Regions from separate parts of the Mus musculus genome. Here regions 2 and 3 are each linked to region 1. A link is a contact called in public Hi-C and HiChIP or PLAC-seq data. All regions are on one chromosome and are shown on one strand. The core of a region is the stretch at or near the end of the contact, and the rest is flanking DNA. Distances in the headings are between cores, read along the strand shown. Region 1 holds the start of Rrbp1 (ribosome binding protein 1). Region 2 overlaps Kat14 (lysine acetyltransferase 14). Region 3 overlaps Ovol2 (ovo like zinc finger 2).

Evidence for each region. A called contact is a pair of places that touch in the nucleus more often than the background predicts. HiChIP or PLAC-seq counts read pairs in DNA pulled down with a chosen protein or histone mark.
Region 2: a contact with region 1 is called in a Hi-C map of liver, with 1.5 times the contacts expected there. The contact joins the enhancer-like site here to the promoter of Rrbp1 in region 1. A contact is called at or near these places in 13 of 39 promoter capture datasets (the 3T3-L1 cell line, the C10 cell line, the HPC-7 cell line and 8 more), 7 of 484 Hi-C or Micro-C datasets (CD4 T cells, double positive thymocytes, liver and 4 more), 3 of 115 datasets of contacts at active chromatin or transcription factors (differentiating embryonic stem cells, large pre-B cells and pancreatic cancer cells) and 2 of 9 other capture datasets (liver and macrophages).
Region 3: an H3K27ac HiChIP or PLAC-seq map of extraembryonic endoderm stem cells shows a contact between it and region 1. The contact joins the enhancer-like site here to the promoter of Rrbp1 in region 1. A contact is called at or near these places in 11 of 39 promoter capture datasets (the C10 cell line, cranial neural crest, frontonasal cranial neural crest and 8 more), 5 of 484 Hi-C or Micro-C datasets (B cells, the Ba/F3 cell line, bone marrow-derived macrophages and 2 more), 16 of 115 datasets of contacts at active chromatin or transcription factors (the 230-238 cell line, bone marrow-derived macrophages, craniofacial prominence and 12 more) and 2 of 9 other capture datasets (liver and pancreatic islet).

The regions. Positions count from the first base shown.
Region 1 is chr2:144,009,665-144,012,915 of GRCm38.p6, forward strand. It overlaps Rrbp1 (ribosome binding protein 1), which reads right to left and starts at 1,599. Exons shown (of 24, transcript NM_024281.2): 1 at 1,335-1,599.
Region 2 is chr2:144,387,047-144,390,297 of GRCm38.p6, forward strand. Kat14 (lysine acetyltransferase 14) reads left to right here. Exons shown (of 11, transcript NM_181417.3): 5 at 2,129-2,310. Among named protein-coding and RNA genes, the nearest start is that of Kat14, 20 kb to the left of the region's middle. Within about 2 kb of position 1,570, at least 19 of the 459 cell types and tissues checked have an H3K27ac peak or open chromatin away from gene starts, as enhancers often do. A contact at or near this core is called in liver, where this site is marked.
Region 3 is chr2:144,307,082-144,310,332 of GRCm38.p6, forward strand. The region is part of intron 3 of Ovol2 (ovo like zinc finger 2); the gene reads right to left. Among named protein-coding and RNA genes, the nearest start is that of Ovol2, 23 kb to the right of the region's middle. Within about 2 kb of position 1,745, at least 24 of the 459 cell types and tissues checked have an H3K27ac peak or open chromatin away from gene starts, as enhancers often do. A contact at or near this core is called in extraembryonic endoderm stem cells, liver and pancreatic islet, where this site is marked.

The sequences.
Region 1 (3,251 bases), core at 349-2,848:
TGCACAAGATCTCACACTTCCTGCTCAGTTCCCCTGACCTCAGTGGTGAGTGGGTGGTACTATCTTCAGGCAAGAGATAAAGAAACCCCAGGTTCAGAGGTTAGGAGACATGACCCTCCGGTGTTCATGGGGCTGGAATCCAGGTGTGCGACTTCTGCAGTGGTTGGCAGTGCAAGCCAGGCTCCACCTTGTTCCCTTGTCTCTCACGTCCCTAAACACACATCCCACAAGAACAGTCAATACCAGTTGGCTACTCCCTACACGTGCTGGGTCTCCACTGCTGTCTCTCAGATGGGGAAATGGGAAACCTCTGAGAGAAAGCATTTGGTTAGCAACTGTCGACGAAGCGTGACACCTACGGGAAAGAGTCTCTGAAGCATCCTGCACAGCCTGCAGTAAGCCCGGGTCAACCGGCCTCCCTTCCCCGGGCACTGCCGGGGAGCCTGGCGGGCCGGGACAGACGGCGGGCCCAGTGCCAGGGCGCTTGGCCCGCCGGGCCGGAGGTGCCGACTTCCGCCCAGGCCTAGCACCACGGGTCCACTAATCATGGGCGCGGGAAAGAGACGCCAGGCAGGACCCCGGGTGGCCCCAACCCTGGCCAGGTCCCGCACCCTCGTGCCGGTTCCGCGAGGACCCGCCGTGAAACGGTGCTGCGGCCCTGCCGCCAGGGGGAGCAGGGAGCCTCATCCCGTACTCCGGGAAGTTGCTACGGCCAGTCCCGGACGGCACCCGCGGCGAGCCCTGTGGCCCCCGCCCGCCCCGTCGGGGCTGCCGACGTGTCCTGTGGCCACAGCCCGCAGCCCGGGGCTCTGGGCCCCCGCGTCGCCAATCCAGTCTCAGCCCTCGTCCCAGGCCGGCCCACCGCCTTCCGCCCCCCCAACCCCCTCCGGCCCGGACTCCGGCCCGGCAACGTCATCCGGTGGCTTCCCGAAACTTAACCCCTTCCTCCGCCAGCTGTGCGCCGCCCCGCCCCGCCGCCAACTTTCTTAGCCCAACTTCGGAGCGCGCGGGCCGGCCCGACGGCCCGGCCGAGAGGGAGGGGTCGCCACGTCGTGCCGCGGGGCCGCCGCAGCTCCTGGCCTGCCGGCCGGGGGAATCCACCCCGAGGGGCGCGCTCGGCCGACGCCCCTGCACGGGCTCGGCCTGGCACACGCAGCTCCGTCCCACTCGAGGGGCCGCGGCTACCGCCAGGGCGGGCGTGCGGGCCGGCGCCGCCGGGGGAGGGGCCGCCGAGGAGACGTGTCACTCGCGGCGCGACCGGCCCGGCGCCCCGACGGCCCAGCCCGCGCGCCTCCACCGCCGCCGCCGCTGCAGGGCCCGGCCAAGTTTCTTACCTGCAGCGGGAGACGCGAGAGGGAGAGCGAGAGGGCAAGAGCAGCCGCCGCCGCCGCCGCGGAACCGCAAGAGGGGAGCCGGCCGAGCCTCCACCGAGAAGCCGCCCCTGAGCAGCTGCACACACTGCGACCCTGGCGCCGTCCGCCCCGTCCGCCGTCCGCTCCGGCCGCTCGCTGGCTGCGTGCGCGTGTGTGGAGTCGTGGCACTTTCTGCCTCGGAGCTGGCGAACGGCCCCCTCCGCCGGGATCGCCGCCTCCTGCCTTCCCCACCCGGACCAGCCATTCATCGAGCTGCCTCTTCCTATTGGTTCACTAGCCGCCACTCTGCCGGCCTCTGACCAATCAGACCGCGGACGGCCGCGCCGCGGTGGCGACCATTGGCCAAAAAGGAGGGTCTACGTCTCAGCCAATGAGAGAGAGGAGGAGCTGCGGGGAGCCGCGGGGGGCGGGGCCGAAGAGGGGCGGAGCCGCGCAGCGCAACTCTCAGCTCTGCGCGGGGGCGGGTCTCTAACTCCCCGCCCACCTAGGGAGGTCCTCTGCCGGTCCCGCCCACTCCAGGCCTCCGCTCTCCACGCCACCGCTTATTCGGATTTGGCTCCGCCTAGGCCGATAGACTGCGGTTCGAATCCCCTTGGCCGCAGGCTGCTCTTTTCCTCCACACTGCCGGGCTGAGGTGGCCGTGAATGTTACCCTCAGGAGGACTGCACAAACCGTGAACAACTGGGAAAATGCCTTATTTAAACCCAAATAACGTCACACAAAGCACCAGCCTCTGGGTCTAAAGAAGAGTTCTGCAAGGGTCAGAGCAGGGAGGATGGGGCCTTATCTATCCGTAAAGGCACTGCATTCTGCATTCCATATTTTACTGAATAAGTGGGAGAATTGAGGTGGAAGACCTGGAAAGAACAAAAGAAATAGAGGTGGAAATTTTGATAAGAAAAGCCACTCCCTAAACAGAATAATATACTGTCCTTGTACAAATCACACAGCAGAGTTACATCCATCCTGTGACACTTGATTTCAGATGTTGGGACCATGAGGTTTTGGCCCAAGAAAATATGATAGCAACCCAGGAAATTGATCTAGTGATACTCCAAATATTAGCCAGCTACCCCTTTATAAAAACAAAAAAACAACAACCAACACCTACTTAGAAGAGGGGTGCATATGCCACCATGCACCAACTCTCTGCTTGATTCTCTCCTTCCATGGCTGTTTCTAGGGATCAAAACTCAGTCAGATTGCATAGAAAGTACTTAAAAGTAGTTTCCCTGTGCCATCTCATCAACACAAAAGCCTCTCTTCAAAACCAAGTTCAATTGAAATAACTTAACTTTAAGTGCTTTTCTTTTCTTTTTTTTTTTTTTTTTTTTTGAGTCAAGGTCTCACTATGTGGCTGTCCCACAACTTGCTTTGTATAACAGGCTGGCCTAGAACTCAAAGTCACAGAGTTCCTCCTGCCTCTGTTTTCTGAGTACTGGCATTAAAGGCATGAAACACCATGCCAGCTTAAGTTTAGGTTATAACCATTTTAACTGCAGCTCTTAAAATTATTCCTTTGAGCCTGAGGCAAGATCAGCCTCTTTGAAATGAAGTTTGGTCTCTCTCCTCTGTCCCCCACCCCCCTTTCGAGTCCACACAGAATTTGATATCAGGCATATCTCTCTCTCTATTGCTCGAGCAGGGTCTGTCTATGATCCTGGAGCCCACTCCTTTAACTCAGCTGCCTGACCAGTGAGTGACGGTCTCCATCTTCACAGTGCTGGATTGTAGGTGGCACCTGGAGTGTTCACATTCATGTTGGGATTTGAACTCAGGGCCTTCATAGCAGGTACTTTACCCACTGAGCCACCTCCCCAGCCTCTAAGATTTAGTGTTCTAAAAGGCCAAAGGACTACACCTGCCCCAGCCTCTGTG
Region 2 (3,251 bases), core at 320-2,819, 380 kb after region 1:
GCATTCTTTTCTTTGTTTGCAAATCTCAATAATATCTGACTTTTTGAAGATTGGTTCTCATCTTCCATATTCAGTACGTTGACTGTCACATGTCATTGTCATTGGAAACTACTAAACACTTGTAAAAAATTAACATGAAAAGGCAAACACCTTAATATTCTAAAACTACATTTTAAAGATTTGTTTACTTATTTTATGTATGTGAGTACACTGTAGCAGTACAGATGGTTGTGAGCCTTCATGTGGTTGCTGGGAATTAACTTAAGACCTCTGCTGGCTCCAGCCCCTGCTCGCTTCAGCCCAAAAATGTATTTATTATTATATGTGTACACTGTAGCTGTCTTCAGACACACCAGAAGAGGGCGTCAGATCTCATTATGGATGGTTGTGAGCCATCATGTGGCTGCAGGGATTTGAACTCAGGATCTTCAGAAGAGCAGTCAGTGCTCTTAACCGCTGAGCCATCTCTCCAGCCCCCTAAAATTAATTTTTTTTTTTTTTTGGTTTTTCGAGACAGGGTTTCTCTGTATAGCCCTGGCTGTCCTGGAACTCACTTTGTAGACCAGGCTGGCCTTGAACTCAGAAATCTGCCTGCCTCTGCCTCCCGAGTACTGGAACTAAAGGTGTGCGCCACCACGCCCGGCTTAAAAATAATTTTTATCTTACATGCTCAGAGAGGCTTGAGCACCAGGTGTCTTTGGACCTTTCATTAAGAATTACTGGTGTTAGGGCTGAGGGAAGGGTGGTGAAGAGAAAGCAAGGACAGTTTCTCTCATCGTCTTAGCTCTGAGTGAGTGCGATAGGTTGGAAAGGTTAAAAAAATGAGGATGAAGGAGAGGTGCTCGGAGCCCAGAGGTGGCCTGGGAGGAAGATAGAGCTGCTTTGCCAGCTTCCTGTCACTGTAACGGGTTACCTGCTGCAGGGTCCTTATGAAGGAAAGAACTTCAGCACTGTCACGGGCTAACTCATGAAAGAAAGAGGGTCCTTTTGCCTGTTCAGTCCTGTGATCAGGCGACACTTTGGCTGAGCCTCTGATAGTCTATCTTGGTGTCAGTATGTGTCAAAACAAGCTGTCATTTTTAGAGCCAGGAACAGAGAGACAGGGAAGGACTGAGGGAGAGACTAAGGGAGCAAGCCCAATGGCTTAAGGACCTCCCATAAGACACACTTCTTAAATGTCCACACCCCCAGCAGCCCCACTCTGAGATCAAGCCTTTGCATATGGATTGGAGACTCTCCCAAAGTGTAGCTCTTGCTGCTAAAGGTTTTCTCTTCCTTTTCTAGTACATGTTTGAAGCTTTTTTTTTTTTTTTTTTTTTTTTGGCAAAAGATTGTACTCCTTCTGTAAAAGTTCATTTCTGAGAATTTCTGGTAATTGATTTATATCTGTAACATAGAAATTGTGGCCATTAAAGTAATTTTTAGTGGATGAATAGTTGGCCTTCAGCCTCTCTGTCTTTACTTCGTTATATCTGCTGTCTTTGAAGCATGCCTAGGAACCACTCTGGTATGTCAGGCAGGGCACAGTGAATCAGACAGAGATGTGTTCTCTGGGTGCAACAGCTATTCACTAGGACTAATGATTAACTGTGCCATCAATGCCCAGGCTCATAGTCAACAAAGCAAGCCAGCTTTTCCCCCTGTGATGATTGATTGATGAAGTGGTTGCTTTTAGTCTGTTTGTTTTGTTGTCTTTTGAGACAGGATCTCTCGTGTAGTCCCGGGTGTCCTGAAACTCTGACTTGTAGAACAGAATGACCTTGAACTCAGAGATATTCCTGCCTCTGCCTCTGCAAGTGCTGAGATTAAATGCGAGTGCCTTTGCATCTGGCTGTGATAAGTGTTTTATGTTTGAATTACTTCATTTGATCTCTTAGCCACCCAATAAGGTAATTCTGTTATCCTGGTTTCTCAGAGGAAGAAACTACCACAGCTGGAAGGTGACACAGCAAGGATGTAAAGGCAGGCAGATCCCACCCCTGGCTCTGGGCTGCTGTGCTCTATTTCTTCCCCCAGTGCAGGCTGTACAGCAGCTGGCAGCCAGGAATCAGTGAGTTTATGTCGAATGTACTTTCTCTGCTGTGATCAAATGGAAGTATCTATAGCGTTGAAATTCTCTGCGCTTTAGGAAAAAGACGTCGACGTGGTGGAGCACAGTAGCAGGCTGCCTCAGCGTGGGAAGCCCTGTTTATTTCCGGTCAGGTGCTCAGGAGTTTGGAGAGCCCGGATGGTGGAAACTTGTTCATAACAGACCCCCAACCATGAGGCCGGAGGGAGAGAAGCTGGCTGCCTCCACCTTGAAAGTGAAAGGTAAATTGTGAGAAGTCCCAGCCTGGGCCCGAGACTCCCCAGCGCCCACTTGCTGCCTCTGGGGCTGTGAGCAGGACAGTTTCACAGGCTCAGGGGTTGAATACTATAGAAAACATACTGTCATTTCCTAAGGAAGTCACTCGTTTTGTCATCTCCTTTGGTGGCCTCCCCACCCTCTGTTCTTTCTGTTTGCCTGTCTTCATATGGTCTCTAGTCAAAGCTGTCCTGGGACTCACTTGTAGCACATGCTGGCCTTAGCTTTGAACCATCCTCCTGCCTCTGCCTCCCAAGGGTTGGGATTACCAGCATAAACCATTGCGTGAAACAGAAGGTTGTTTTCAGCCTGATCGCCTTTAAGCTTTTTATTGTAGAAATGGAAGCCCACTTGAAGGAGTAGAGAAGAGTGTGAGAGCCGGTCCTCCCTCACCTCAGCAGTGGTCACTCCAGTGTTGCCAGTGATCCGGTTCTCTAGTCCGACTCTCCGCTCATCTGCATCTTTGACTTGTTTAGAAACATTTTATCCTTAAATAGTTCAGTCTGTGTCTCTAGGATGTTCTTTCTCTTTATAGGATGACTGTGATGCCATTTTGTTTAAATAGCATTTTAACTCCTTATTATCACATGTTGATTTTTATTTTTTTAATCTAGAAAACTTTGATTTTTTGAGACATGGTTTCTTTGTGTAGCCTTGGGTGTCCTGAATCTAGCTCTGTAGACCAGGCTAGCCTCACCCCATAGAAATCTGCCTGCCTCTGCCTCCTAAGTGCTGGGATTAAAGGCGTGGGTCACCACCATCCAGCTAAACAACTTTTGAAAGCCTGCCTGCCATCTCAGTACTCTGGAGGTAGAGACAGGTAGATCTCTGTGAGTTCAGGTCAGCCTGATAGTGAGTTCCAGGCAGCCAGGGCTATCCCGTGAGATCCAACACACACACACACACA
Region 3 (3,251 bases), core at 495-2,994, 300 kb after region 1:
GGTGGTGTCAAGAGGACACTTGGCATCATTGGCCTACCCCTTCCTATCACATGTGTACGATCACACATGCACACACACACACACACAGATGACTAGCTGTGTCATTTTTTTTTTCATTTTGTTTTTTAAATGAAACATTGCAGGCAGTGGTATTCTGTAATCCCAGTTAGAGTGTGAGAGCCACCTGGGCTACCGGGTACAGGGAGAGTCCATCAGAAGGGGCCAAGTTCAGAAGCCCATGTCTGCTATCCCAGCACTTGAGGGAGGTGGAGGCAGAAAGATGGGGAGTCCAAGGCCAACCTGAGTCATGTGACTACATAGGAGGTAACTAAGTTGGTCAGCTGTCCAGCTCTCCTGTGCCTGCACCACCAAGGCAAGCTCTCCAGCACTGACTCCAGCCAGCTTGCCCAATGCCAAAGCTGGCAGGGGTAGGGCCATTTCTACTGTGCTGCCACACGAGGCATAGGGCTTGAGGAGTGAGGAAGGGGGAAGGCATTTCTCCCTCGACCACCCCAAGGCAAATGAAAAGAGTTAGCTTTCCTGCACTCCCTTCTTCGGCCCCCCACCCCCACTCTCTCTCAAAGATTTATTTTATGTATATGAGCACACACTAGCTGTACAGATAGTTGTGAACCTTCATCTGGTTGTTGGGAATTGAATTTAGGTCAACCCTGCTCGATCTGGCCCAAAGATTTATTTATTATTATAAATAAGTACACTGTAGCTGTCTTCAGTCGCACCAAAAGAGGGTGTCAGATCTCATTATGGGTGGTTGTGAGCCACCATGTGGTTTCTGGGATTTGAACTCAGGACCTTCAGAAGAGCAGTCAGCGCTCTTACCCGCTGAGCCATCTCTCCAGCCCCAACTTCCTCCACTTTAATGGTCCACTTTCTACTTAAAACAAAAACAAACAAACAAACAAACAAACAAAACCTAGGTTCTACATGAGAGACACAAACAATATGTCTGAGTCACTTATCTTACTTCAAATGAGGTGACATAATTTCATTTTTTATGGCTGTATGATACTCAACTGCATATATACATATCTGAGAAATGAACACTTCTGACTCTTGACATAGAGCTTCCTATTTATTCCTGGGGTGACCCAGAGACCAGCAGGTGACCCAGAGATCAGCCTTCCCTGCAGTATTTAATGCATACTCTGCACATATCTTCTATGGGCAGAGCACCCAGCAAGGTCTAAGAAGGTTAAGAGATTTCAGGGGCCCACATCATCACCTGGCCAGTAAAGAAAGGGGCTGACTAAGAGGTTTTTTCATTAAAAGGATATAGTATAGGCACGGAGTCTGGTTTTGAGGATGGGTAGGTACTTCATGATATAGACACAGAAGGAGACAGACCATAAAAGCTCTAGTTATAACATCTCTACCTTATAAACCTGTTCCCTGCCCCAGTGTTCCTGCTTCCTCTTCTGACTATAATCTCACTCCTGGCAGACAGACAGTTTTGTCAAAAAAGCTTCTTCCTGGGCTTGAATGAATAAAATCCAGTCTCCACACCTTCAAGGGAATAGAGATAGACCTGTGTAAAGAGGATCTAAGCCCCACCCACAACACCGAGGCCACGCCCATCACCTCCCTCTCTAACAAAAACCAATCTTACCCTAGTCAAAAGAACAGGTTGGTTGGGAACCAAAAGCACCATCTGCTACCAGACATAAATTAACCTACTGACACCTACCTGGGTTCCAAAGTCCAAGGCCACTGGGAAGCACAGCACTGCCCATCTGCCACTCATTAACGGAGTCCGTGGTCAATCTGTTAACTCCCGATACCGCTCAATCGCCTCACCCACGAAATGCAGATAGTTCTCACACCCAGGAGGGCTGCTCTGAGGATTAACTGAGCTATCACAGGCACAAGAGCTGGCAAACACTAAGTCTCAGGGCGCTAGGATCTCGGTGTTTAGAATCCAGCTCAACACAATGGAAGCAGGGTCCCCTGCCTGCCCTATCCCTAAGTACTCAGGATTTGTCTTCCACCTATACCTTTTGTTATGAATTCTGTATTTCACAACAAAAAAGGATTTTAAAAAATGGTCCCTAGGAGGCTGGCTGAGCCATCCCTCACTGCCTGCTCTTTTGAATTTTTTCTTTTCTTTTTTAAGATTTATTTTATTTATTGTATGTAAATACACTGTAGCTGTCTTCAGACACCAGAAGAGGGGATCGGGTCTTGTTACAGATGGCTGTGAGCCTCCTTGTGGTTGCTGGGATTTGAACTCAGGATCTCTAGAAGAACAGTCACTGCTCTTAGCCGCTGAGCCATCTCTCCAGTCCCCATTTTGAATTTTCTATCCGACACCTTTATTACCTAGTTCATTCATATATACATACATGCATGCGTACATACATATACACACACATATACATACATTCATATATACATGTGTATATAGATTATATACATACACACATATATATGTTCTTCTGGGGTGTTGTCAACAAAGACTTTTGAGTTTTTCATTCTTTTTGTGTGTGTGTGTTTGTTTATTCCCAACACTAAGCTGAATTTCAAATCCCACATCTCCAGGTAAAGTCCCCACTTCTGGAACTTTCTGATTGCTTTCCTTCCTCTGGGTCAAATGTTCCTTTCCTGATTTTGAGCCAACTGTGAACTCCAACAAGAAGCTCTGACACTGGCCTCCTGGTGGGAGAAGACACTGAGGGCCGCCTCTAGGAAGGCAAAGAGGCAATGCCTGTGAAACCCAGAGTGCTCCTGCCCTTTGGCCTAGTAAGTTCACCTGTGGGAGGTTACATCAGAGATAGACTTGCATGGGTGGGCAAAGGATATGCAAGAAAATTCATGGTGGTCAGAATTAAATAAAACAGAAAACAACCTGAAAATGGAAGCAAAGACTTCTGGGAACTAGGAAAGGACTGTGCCTCTGTGATGGGATTTGTCATGGTTTCGTATTACATGGACAATGAGGAAAAGGAGTGAGGTTCCACAATGCAGACACCAAGCAAGCCAGGGTCTCCTTCCCAGGAGAGCAGCCATGTGCCTTCGAAGCTTCCAGGACAAAAAACAAACAAAGAATAAATGGCAAATCACTTTCAGAAGCAAACTGGGGCTGGAAAAGAATCTTGGGTGTTTTGTTTTGTTTTTTAAATCTCATTTTCCACCATCCCGCCCCACCCCCCACGTAAATATATTATTATCTTTTTAGGTAAAAACAAATATGTAAGTTAAAATCTAAATGAAACCACGGATGAGGCGACACCACA